3 separate regions of the Rattus norvegicus genome follow, and all the other regions are linked to region 1. A link is a contact called in public Hi-C data. All regions are on one chromosome and are shown on one strand. The core of a region is the stretch at or near the end of the contact, and the rest is flanking DNA. Distances in the headings are between cores, read along the strand shown. Region 1 has its middle 42 kb from the start of Tomm20. Region 2 overlaps LOC102547807 (a long non-coding RNA gene). Region 3 has its middle 140 kb from the start of Tomm20.

Region 1 (3,111 bases), core at 584-3,083:
ATGTGTTTATGTCTTTTTGCCTTTTGATCTTCTAGGCTTGAAATTTCTAATCATATCAAAGTCCTCAAAGTGACCTCAGATGTCTGTCTCTGAAAGGATTTCCGCTTGGCCGCATGTGGTGGGAGCTGCTCCTCTGTCAAGAAGTTATGCTAGCTCCTGCGTCTGGTGGCATTTGTAATGGGGCAGAAAGACAGAGCCACTATTTGCCTGCTATGTTTTCGTGGATTTTGATAGAACTTAACATTACCTATACCACACACGCCTCGTGCGTACGTGTCTACAACAGAGTCTAAGTTTTACGTGAATATTTAAGCATTGCATCATCAAGACCATCTGTGTGATTGCAGAATTGGGTGCTAAATGATGGGTGGGTAGCATAGCCAGTATGGATGTCTGAACAAGGGGCTAATTCATGGCCCAAGTGTGGTGTTGTGGGGAGGGAAGGCATCCTCTCGTGTTCCGTAGGCGTTTACTTCTGGTGCTTTCCCATGAGGTATCTTCACACTACAGTTGAGTGTGAGTGTTGGCACAGAAGAACACTCATGGGGCCAGAGGTTACTGTGTGTGATCCTCTTGTGCACAGCAAACATCTGAAGGCAAGACCTACTTTAGCACAGAAAAGTTTTGGTGCACTCCACCTCGCACAGCGGATGCACGGTAAGTGCGTTGAAATTAGCCTTGGAATATCTCAGGTAAATCCAAAGGAACTTGGTCTTCAGGGTCTTCTTACAACTGATATAACAGCCAAAGAGAAGCACCAGATGGGATCCCAGAGCTCTTATATTTCCCTATTTGTGTTTGGAAGACCCTGATAATTGGCCATGCCATATACTCACGCAGATCCCTTGAGTTTCATTTTGCCGAGGGAAATGTGATATGCTGAGTCCGTGTAATCACCCAGCTGACTGTTGGGACCCCAGGGCTCTCCCCGACCTCACTGGTAGGCTTGCTTTCAGCCACATGCAGCCGTGTGCTATGTATATGTGCAGACGGTAGGGCCCTGCGTACACACACACACTGCTTATAAAAGCAAACCAAGGTCTGACGAGGTAATCCAATCACTGCATAAATGCTTGCCACAGAAGGGTGAGGATCAGCGCTTGATCCTCCAAGGCTGATCACTGGCCTCCGTGGGCATACACATAGGTGTATACACACACACACACACACATGCACCTGCACTCATGAACACAAACACTTGCACTGTCTAGAATGCTGTGTCCATTGGTCATGGTCAAAGGCAGTTGATCTGTGCTCCTTCCTACTGGACCGTTGTTTCAGTGATGTCTCAGGTAGGACATCCTGTGGGGCTTTGGAGTGATTTCTAGTTTGGCCAAGCACACTGGTCGGCAGCTGCTGGGTGATTGTGGGAGAGGCTTCGGGATGTAGAGTATCAGGATCCCCTTGGAAGCTGTTAGTCACAGCACAGCCAGTGGCATGTCAGCTCCCTGAGTTCTTGTAGTCACTTGCTGTGTAGGAATTAGTGTAACACTAGGCACTCGGCAAAAAAAGGACCTGATCCCACACAGCTGCCAGTCTCCACGGAACTTGTCCTGGGTGCTGCTCTGACTTTGTCCCAAAGCCAGGTTGAGCAACTTCTCCTCTCTTTAGCTGACGATGTTAGTCATCGCTGACACCTGAGTCTCATTTTTCCAGAACAGTCCCTATAAACAGGTCATTCGATATGACACATGTTTGGTGCCAAATTCCTTTGCAGATACGTGTGTGTATTTTGCATGTTCAGGTGGTTCAAAGGCTGGCCTCCCTCCTGTGAGTGCCTGCTCCTGGGCGCTTCAGCTGCTGGCGTAACCTTTGCTCCAAGCCTTTCTTTATTCAGGGTGGACTTTACTCTTTTGCCTATCTATCTCCATCAACCTCAACTGTCACCAAACCCCTTCCAAAGCAGGCACTCTGCTAAGTCCAGGGGCATAAAGCAAATAGAGTTCTATAAGAAGCAAGCACGGGGCAGTGCTAAGAACTAAGTAGGCTGGACCATCATGGTACTGACAACTTTCTGAGCAACATGAGCACCCAGAGCTGCTCAGTCTATCTTTATCCTGCCGGCCATCAATCGATAGGAAGCACTTAGTTTACAAGTGTGAAGTACCAAGGGGGCTTCTCTCAGACAGGCTCTGCCCAGATGCAAAGCTAAGAGCCGGGACTGGTGCATATGCCTGCAATCTCTGCAACTCGTACAGATTTGTAAATTTTGTGTTCCGTCTGGCTGACTCCGAGAGACCCTGTGTTGAAATTGGAATTTTAGAAAAATTAGGAGAATATAGCTCAGTAGTAGAGTGCTTGCCTGTTGTATGCAAGACCCTGTGTTCAATCTCTAGTACCGAAGAATCAAAAGCAGAAAACGAATAAAAAGTAAAAGTGTGCTCTGCCCATAGTAATGCAAACGTCATAATAGTTTGCATTAAGATGACTCAGTGAAAGGTTTATTTCTAAAAATTATTTTTATTAAACTGTGTGTGTGTGTGTGTGTGTGTGTGTGTGTGTGTGTGTGTGTGCGTGTGTGTACATGTGAGTGCAGGTGCCTTGGAGAAATGATGGCGCCTTGTGAGCCTCCTGATGTGATTGCTGGGAATCTAATGCTGGTCAATCCTCTGCAAGTTACTCAACCACATCTCCAGTCCTTAGAGCAGTGGGTCTGTGACTCCCTCAGGGATGTCAAACGACCCTTTAGCAGGGGTCACATATAAGGTATCAGACGTTTGCTTTACAGTAGCAGAATTACAGTTATGAAGTAGCAATGAAAATAATTTCACGGTTGGGGGTCACCACAACATGAGGGACTGCACTAAAAGGTCTCAGCATTAGGAAGGGTGAGAGCCAGTGCCTCAGAGGAAGGTGTGTGTGTGTGTGTGTGTGTGTGTGTGTGTGTGTGTGTGTGTGCCAGTTGTAGCAAGTCCAGGACTTTTTCTTTTTACTCTGGCATGTGTGTTTATTCTATTACGTGAGCAAGACAGACATTGCACCCAGAGCTACTTCATTCTCTCTCTGTCTCCCTTCCTCCTTCCCCAACATCTCTTTCCTCCCTCTCTTCCAACTAATTCTATATATGTGCACTGTACTGTGGTTAGGCCCACAAGGTCCCTTTAGAGCCTG
Region 2 (3,477 bases), core at 392-2,891, 72 kb after region 1:
CAATGATGTGAGTGCTTGCATAGGATAGACATATCTGTCTGCACACCAGTCACCTTCAGACTTGCTGTGCCCAATAGTGTAAATGCTAACTGTACTGAATTGTTCAGGGACTGTAGCAAAAAGCCTGTAGTAAAGACACAAATCTCCTCCCCCATTTGAAGTTGGTTGATCCCACGGCTGCAGAATTCACAGATTCAGAGCTCCAACTGTATTGAGTGTGCGGACATGGGCTTCATGTGTTTACAGTGTGTGGAAGCAGTTAACAGGTATGTGAATGGATACCGTGGTAAATACCGTGAGCGTATGTGTCTTGCGCATACTTGGGTGCTCTCGTGTGCACGAAGGAGGAACAGGTAGGAAGTTGTGCCATGCACATGTGCTGGGTACACGTGTGTATGTGTATACTATGCACACATCATGTGTATATGTGTATATGTGTATTCTTGCATGCTGCCTGTGTGCCTAGCACACTGGGATGCCACAGATATGTGGACAATGACAGGAGTTGCTGGTAACCTGCATGCGTGTGCATGTGCACATACGTGTACTTCACGGTAATTGGTGCAAAAAGTGCTCTGGAGGCATCTGAATTGACCCTATTGGTAGATCCACAGGATGGGTGGCTTTAAGAGTAGATTGCAGTCTCTCAGACAAGCACCCTCTTGCTGTGATTCTTCCTGCTAGCCTGGGAGTTACTTGTTTCCTTTATCCTTCCTTTCTTCTTCCTCCCTTTTTCCTTCCTTCCTTCTGTCCTTCCTTCCTTCCTTCCGTCCTTCCTTTCTTCCTCCCTTCTTCCTCCCTTTTTCCTTCCTTCCTTCCTTCCTACTGCATTTCTTTTTCTTTTTTTTTTTTTTTTGAGACAAGATTTTATGTAGCCAAGCTGCCCTGGAAAGTGCTGTATAGCTGAGGAAGACCCCTGATTCCTGATCCCCCCTCTGCTTCTGGGTTACAGGCATACACTACCATGCCTGGATCTCCGTAAAGTCTTTTTAAGTGCCTTTTGTCTTCAGCCTCTGGGAAGATGGAGTATTGGAACTAAGGCCCTGTGTATTCAGGAGGCAAAGGAGAAAGCATCAGCAGGGGGTAAAATCCCAAAGATAGCACAAGTCTGTATTCAGAAAACACAACTCCTGTTTCTCCTCTCAGGACTTGAAGTTTGTCCCAGTTTCCTGCCTCTGACCTTACTGTAAGCGCTGACCCACTTTCTGGCTGTTTTTTATTTGTTTCTTTGAAAAAAAAAAAAAAAAACACTTACTATGTGATTACGGTTGACTCTTGTCAACTTTGCTCTGATTTCTCTGCCCTGCCATCTGAGGCCCAAAGTGCAGCTCCTCTCCTCCTCAGTTCCGCTAATTATGGGTGAGCAGAGCCAAAGGACGGGAAGGTTCTATTGGTGACGTGACATGTGGGTGACCCACTTCTTCACAAACACAGACACAAGGACAAGAGGCTGTGTAGAGAGCTCTGTACCTGCCTTGATTTTGTCTGAGGTTTTCCCCTCTGAGGCAAACCGTGAGAGCCAGCTTCTTGTCAGGTCCTGGTGTGTGTGTGTGTGTAAGGGGCAGGGACAGGCTCTGTCCCGGGCTCTCTTCCCAGGCTTGCCCTCTGGGCCCAGGGTGGTGAACGTATTCACACTTATCTAGAATTACAGCCCAAGTCAACAGTGGAACCAGGAAGTGGGCTCGGGATCAGCCTGGCATGCTGAGTATTGGGTATTTGCTTTTCTCTCCCAGCAAACTTTGATTTACCCTTTAATAAGTCACCGCCGAGGATGTGGCTCTTGAAAGGTTTAGCTTGGCACTCAAACCTAAGTCACATGTTGATAAAGAGGGAGAGGGAAGGCCAGGCCTTACGTTGTTCAGTTTTATCATTAACCCTGAGTTTGGAATCGAGCTCGCTTTCAGAAGGGCTGGTTGCCCAGGGCAGGTGGCAAGTCTCCATCAAGAAGGTGTGGTGACATCCTTAGCAGAAAGCCATTATGACCGGGGCAGGCACAGTGGACACCCCTGCGGGGGATGGAAGATAAATGGCTCTGACTTCAGACATCTTTGGCCTCAGTTTTCTTGGCTGTGAAATAAAAGTAGATCAGAATCAAATAAACCAACCTCCTAGGTTGCTCTGGGACCCAATAAGGGAGCAGATGAGAGGGGCTGGTGGTGTTCAATAAACAGTGGGGCAGCATTCGTCAACATCAGCATCACGTGTCATTTATGTGGCTGAAATGTAGCTTCTGTCTTCTCCTTCCAGAAATTTCTCCAGAGACTCCTTTCAAGGACTAGAGTCAAAGAAGAGAGAGGAAGAGAGAAAGAGAGAGAGAGAGAGAAGGAGAGAGAGAGAGAAAATGTCGTATATATGTATGAGTGTATGTGTATGTGTGTGTGTGTATGTATGGTATGTATTTGTCTGTGTATGTCTGAGTGTATATAAATGTGTGTGGTCTGTGTGTGCATGTTTGTGTGTGTGGTTGTATGTGTAGGAGTGTATGTGTGACTGTGAGTGTGTGTTTATGTAAATGTGTATGTGTGTTTGTGTATGTATGTGTCTCTCTGTGTGTACGTCTGAGTGCATAATATTGTGTGTGTGGTTTGTGAGTGTATGCATGTGTTTTTATGTATGGCATATGTGTATGTTTGTATGTGTGTATGTGTGTGGTATATATGTATATATGGTATATATGCATGTTGAGTGAATGTTTATGTGAATGTGTGTGTGTATATGTGTGTATGTGTGTGTGTCTGTATGTGTTACTAAAGACTGATTAAACCCAGGACCTGGCACATTCTAGAATGTGTTCTACCATTACCCTATATACCCGGCCCCTTTTGCTATTAATTTATCAATTTATTTTAAAAATCTGAGATGATGCTTTATCTTGTAAAGTGGAATAAGGGGGGTGATTATCCTCCTGCCTCAGCTCTCCTGGAGTAGCTAGCAGGGCAGGTCTGTACTACTTGACTTAGCTTGGAGAAGAACATTTACACCTCACAGGAGAGCAACTTGGAACCGGTTCCTGGGGAGGGGGTGTTGGGCTAAGGTTTCCTTTCTCTTCTGCTGACAGCACTTCCTCATTAAATCCAGTCATCAGCAAAAACAGAACAAACTGAGGAGAAAGAGGCCGGAGGGCCCTTGTCACACAGTAAGGTTGACTCACAGAGATGTGAGCAGAGCCACTCACCTCCTGTGCCTAGGGCATAAGAAGGGGAGAAGGTCACCTAGGAAGGCCACACATGTGGGCATGGTGAGTCTGCCTTAGGAGCTTTGGATGAGAAGCATGCAGTCCCCCAGAGTTTAGAAGGCAGTAATAACCTGGGCTCAAGGCCAGGCTGCATTTTACACTTTCAACTGTCAAGCACTAGTAATTCCAAACAATGTTAGTGATAAAATCTCCCTGTCTGGGCAGCTGGCCCTTCTGCCCCTCTCGGGCACATGGGTGAGTGGGGGTAAAGCAGAGACCAAGGAATCTCAGTTGTTTCCGTC
Region 3 (3,279 bases), core at 417-2,916, 94 kb after region 1:
CCATTTCTTTCTGACTTTCTGTCTTTCCACATAATTTCCCCCTTGATGTTATCTTCTGTGATCTTACATGCTCAGGGAGCCTTTTCCAGAACTGACATCGTGTTCTCGAACAATACTGTGTGAAACAAACATTTTTTTTTAAAATAAAGTACCCCAGTACTGGTATTTTTATTATACTTGACTCATTCAAAGGCGGACTAGAAAATTGAATGAAGGCTGGGAAATGCTGCAGGTATGTTGGGAAAGCAAAGAACACACTGGACGAGTCCTGCCTTGAGGTTGCCTGCAACAAAGGTACAGAACCAGTTTCCAGACAGAGGAAGGGTTTCCAACAGGGAAAGGGGTTTTGTGGGCAGGGACTAGGGGCAGATCTCACCAGTGACCCTCAGTAACACACATGGACAGTGTATTTCTGGTATCGAACCACCACACACTTTGGGGGGGGGCATTGATCCCAAAGGTGAAAGGAGCTGGAGGAATGGCACGGCTCCCAGCACATGGCGTTCTGGCCTCTGTGTATTGCCTGGGGGCAAGACAGAGATGTAGTAACAGCTCTCTCTGGTGATCTCTGCTTTGGGGACACAGGTCAAATTTGGAAACCATTCTGCAAACACACATAGGCCCTAGTGAATGTCTGTTTCTGGAACAGAGGTTGTAACACATGCGTACTGTTTTGATGAAGTTTATCGTCAGAGGCTTGGCAACTGGGTGTAGGGATAACAGAGCCTCAAAACAAAGGGAAAAAAATCAGGAGAGTTTCTCATTTGGGGACAGAAAGCTAAGCCAAAAGCTAAGCTAAGTTTGGAAATTCCAAACTAAAGGGGAGTTACTAGGGGGAACAATTTGGGGGGCCATTTTGAACAAAGTGCAGCTCCATTTGTTCAAACACATTTTACTGAGGAAGCCACAAGCCACAACAGTGCTAAGCAGCCATCATTACAGAGCTGCTCCCCAGAACTCCCCTCATCTACCCATCCATGTTTGCCAAGTACCAACTTTGGGCTGTTACCTGCAGTCAACCACACAGCTCTGTGGACCCTACATCTGGTGTAGGTTTCTATGTGCCCAGTCCACTTCGCCCACAACCTGTAGAAAAGTGTCTTTAGCTGCTCGTCACCATCTTCCAAAGGAAGTGGGAGGATGGTTTCCCCATTCTCTCTCTGCCTTGGATCATGGCCTCTGAGAGGATACTGGTTCATTTGTCCCCGAGGAGTGAGGAGTCCAGCCAATGTTTTATGACCTGCGACTTGGTCCCTACATTGGCTTCTATAGATCTGACAGGGAATAGTCAGGCATAAGGATTTAAAAGGAAAGAGCCCCAGAGATGTATGTGTACATGCTCTAGGGGCATGAGAGTGCCATTGGGGTTCTGGCCAGGTCTCCTGGGAACTGTGGGTACCACACACACATGGTTTGATTGAAGGACAGAGGACAGAAGGGGAGGGGTGAAAGGGGGCGGAGAACATAACGTTCACACATATTAGCTTCCAGGAACACCAGGGTCAATGTGTAAAAGATAAAAGTCATCCCTGTCAGCGAACCTCACCAATTGCACAACTTCCTACAATCTGACTTTGGAGCTGGCTCTTGAAGAGAATGTCCCAACCCTAGTGACAGTGGATTCAGGAACTCGGGGAGATGACGACATTTGTTCAGAGGTTGAAGTCCTCTGAGCCAGGTCACTTCTCCTGGCTTGACAGCCTGTCACAGCCTAATAATAGCAATGGGACACTTTGGGACTTCATAGTGGCTCTGTTTAGCTCTCACACTGGTGCGTGCTGACATGACATGGAGGACAAATGACAAGGATCGGCCAGGATGCTCCCGGTGAGCATCTGCCAGCGACTGCATGTACAGTCAACAAAGCTTTCGGCTTAATCTTCACTACAGCCCGAAGAGACGATGTTTTGGTTAGACCTTGGGCCAGAGGGAAAGTGGATGTCTGTGTGTGTTGATGAAGTTTAATGGTGCAGCAGAGTCTGCTGGAATCCTTGATGCTTGCTGTCTTAGAGATTAGTTCAGTGTCCACGGGACTGGGAATAAGGCTGAATGTAGACGTCACGGACCCATCCTGACCTCGGTGGGTGCAGAGGTGACATATGTGTGTACCCCAGTAGCAGAGGGGAGTCACTGAACTGCCACAAATAAATCTTGTCTCTAGGGGCTAAAGGGGACAGCTTCAGAATACCCCCTATGACTCCTGCCTTGTCTCTTTGATCTGCCATCTTGGGAGTGACGGTGTGTCAACCGGGCCCCTGAGATGTAATGGGGCTCACACAAATCCATGGGCCAATGTCTCCTACATGAGCTGCTCAGGGGGACTATTTCTGAATAAATCATGAAGTGAGGAGTGGTCAGAGATATCTCCCGGGACTCCAGTAGCTCTGGACACACTGGAGAGGACTCTGGCCCTTTGTGAGCAGTACATGCACGGTCAGTGACAGAAAGGAGGTAGACCTCTGAGCAGCTAAGGTGGAGAGGACCAAGAAATCATCCCACAGCAGAACAGGGGGGCCTGGGTCTGTCCCTAGTGTGAGGAGACAAAAGAAAGGGTTCCTGTTCCCCCAGGCAGGAGCAGTTGGGGATCAAGTAGGGAGTATAGAAGGCACCCAGTAGGAAAGGCCCTGGAGCTCACTTGGCCATAACGTCATGGTAGAGAGCCACCAGCCCACAGTGAGGCATCTGTCATCTGCCAACATGAGGGTGTTGGTGACGGAACTCCGCCATCTGCCTTTTCACTTGAGATCCCAGGTAAATATATCTTGGGACAGGTAGAATGTGAGGAAAGAGACGCCGAGCTGTTAAGTCATAGGCGTGGGGCTGCCCACACAGAAAAGCAGGGAGTCTGATGGTCTGGCAGGCCTGAAGGCTGCTGGAAACGGAGGGTGGGAACCGGGGTAGCCAGGCAGGAAATGCCTTCGTCTCTCAGGTTTCTTGAGAAGGAAAGTCGGGCTGTTCTGAAGGGGAACTTAGAGACCAGGGACCGGATGTGAGTGGGGACCAGGAGGAGGGAGGAACAATGGCCATTCTTCCACCACAAGCTGACCTTCCCCGAAACAGGAAGGGCCTGCTAGGAGGGGAGGGTCAGGCCGAGGGACAGGAAGGAAGGGGCCTGAGGAAAGCCAAAGACCTGTGTACTGTGTTTGGAATTCACAGGCCTCCCTGTCTGCAGGTCCCGAAACAGCCAGCAAAGTCGGCTCACACTATAGGGTGTGACTTTCCCAGGCTCTGCTGCCTTCACCTCTCTGTCTCTGGCCTCCTCAGGACCCTGATGTGAGG

What was found. Hi-C and Micro-C count contacts between places; a contact is called where the count stands out from the background.
Region 2: a Hi-C map of liver shows a contact between it and region 1, with 5 times the contacts expected there. The contact joins two enhancer-like sites. A contact is called at or near these places in 6 of 12 Hi-C or Micro-C datasets (the A7r5 cell line, the Rat2 cell line, kidney and 1 more).
Region 3: a contact with region 1 is called in a Hi-C map of liver, with 5 times the contacts expected there. The contact joins two enhancer-like sites. A contact is called at or near these places in 4 of 12 Hi-C or Micro-C datasets (hepatocytes, kidney and liver).

The regions. Positions count from the first base shown.
Region 1 is chr19:71,789,078-71,792,188 of GRCr8, reverse strand. No RefSeq gene overlaps it. Among named protein-coding and RNA genes, the nearest start is that of Tomm20, 42 kb to the left of the region's middle. Within about 2 kb of position 1,833, at least 6 of the 93 cell types and tissues checked have an H3K27ac peak or open chromatin away from gene starts, as enhancers often do. A contact at or near this core is called in hepatocytes and liver, where this site is marked.
Region 2 is chr19:71,716,170-71,719,646 of GRCr8, reverse strand. LOC102547807 (a long non-coding RNA gene) reads right to left here. Exons shown (of 6, transcript XR_010060536.1): 3 at 2,106-2,275. Among named protein-coding and RNA genes, the nearest start is that of Tomm20, 110 kb to the left of the region's middle. Within about 2 kb of position 1,641, at least 21 of the 93 cell types and tissues checked have an H3K27ac peak or open chromatin away from gene starts, as enhancers often do. A contact at or near this core is called in liver, where this site is marked.
Region 3 is chr19:71,694,963-71,698,241 of GRCr8, reverse strand. No RefSeq gene overlaps it. Among named protein-coding and RNA genes, the nearest start is that of Tomm20, 140 kb to the left of the region's middle. Within about 2 kb of position 1,666, at least 28 of the 93 cell types and tissues checked have an H3K27ac peak or open chromatin away from gene starts, as enhancers often do. A contact at or near this core is called in hepatocytes and liver, where this site is marked.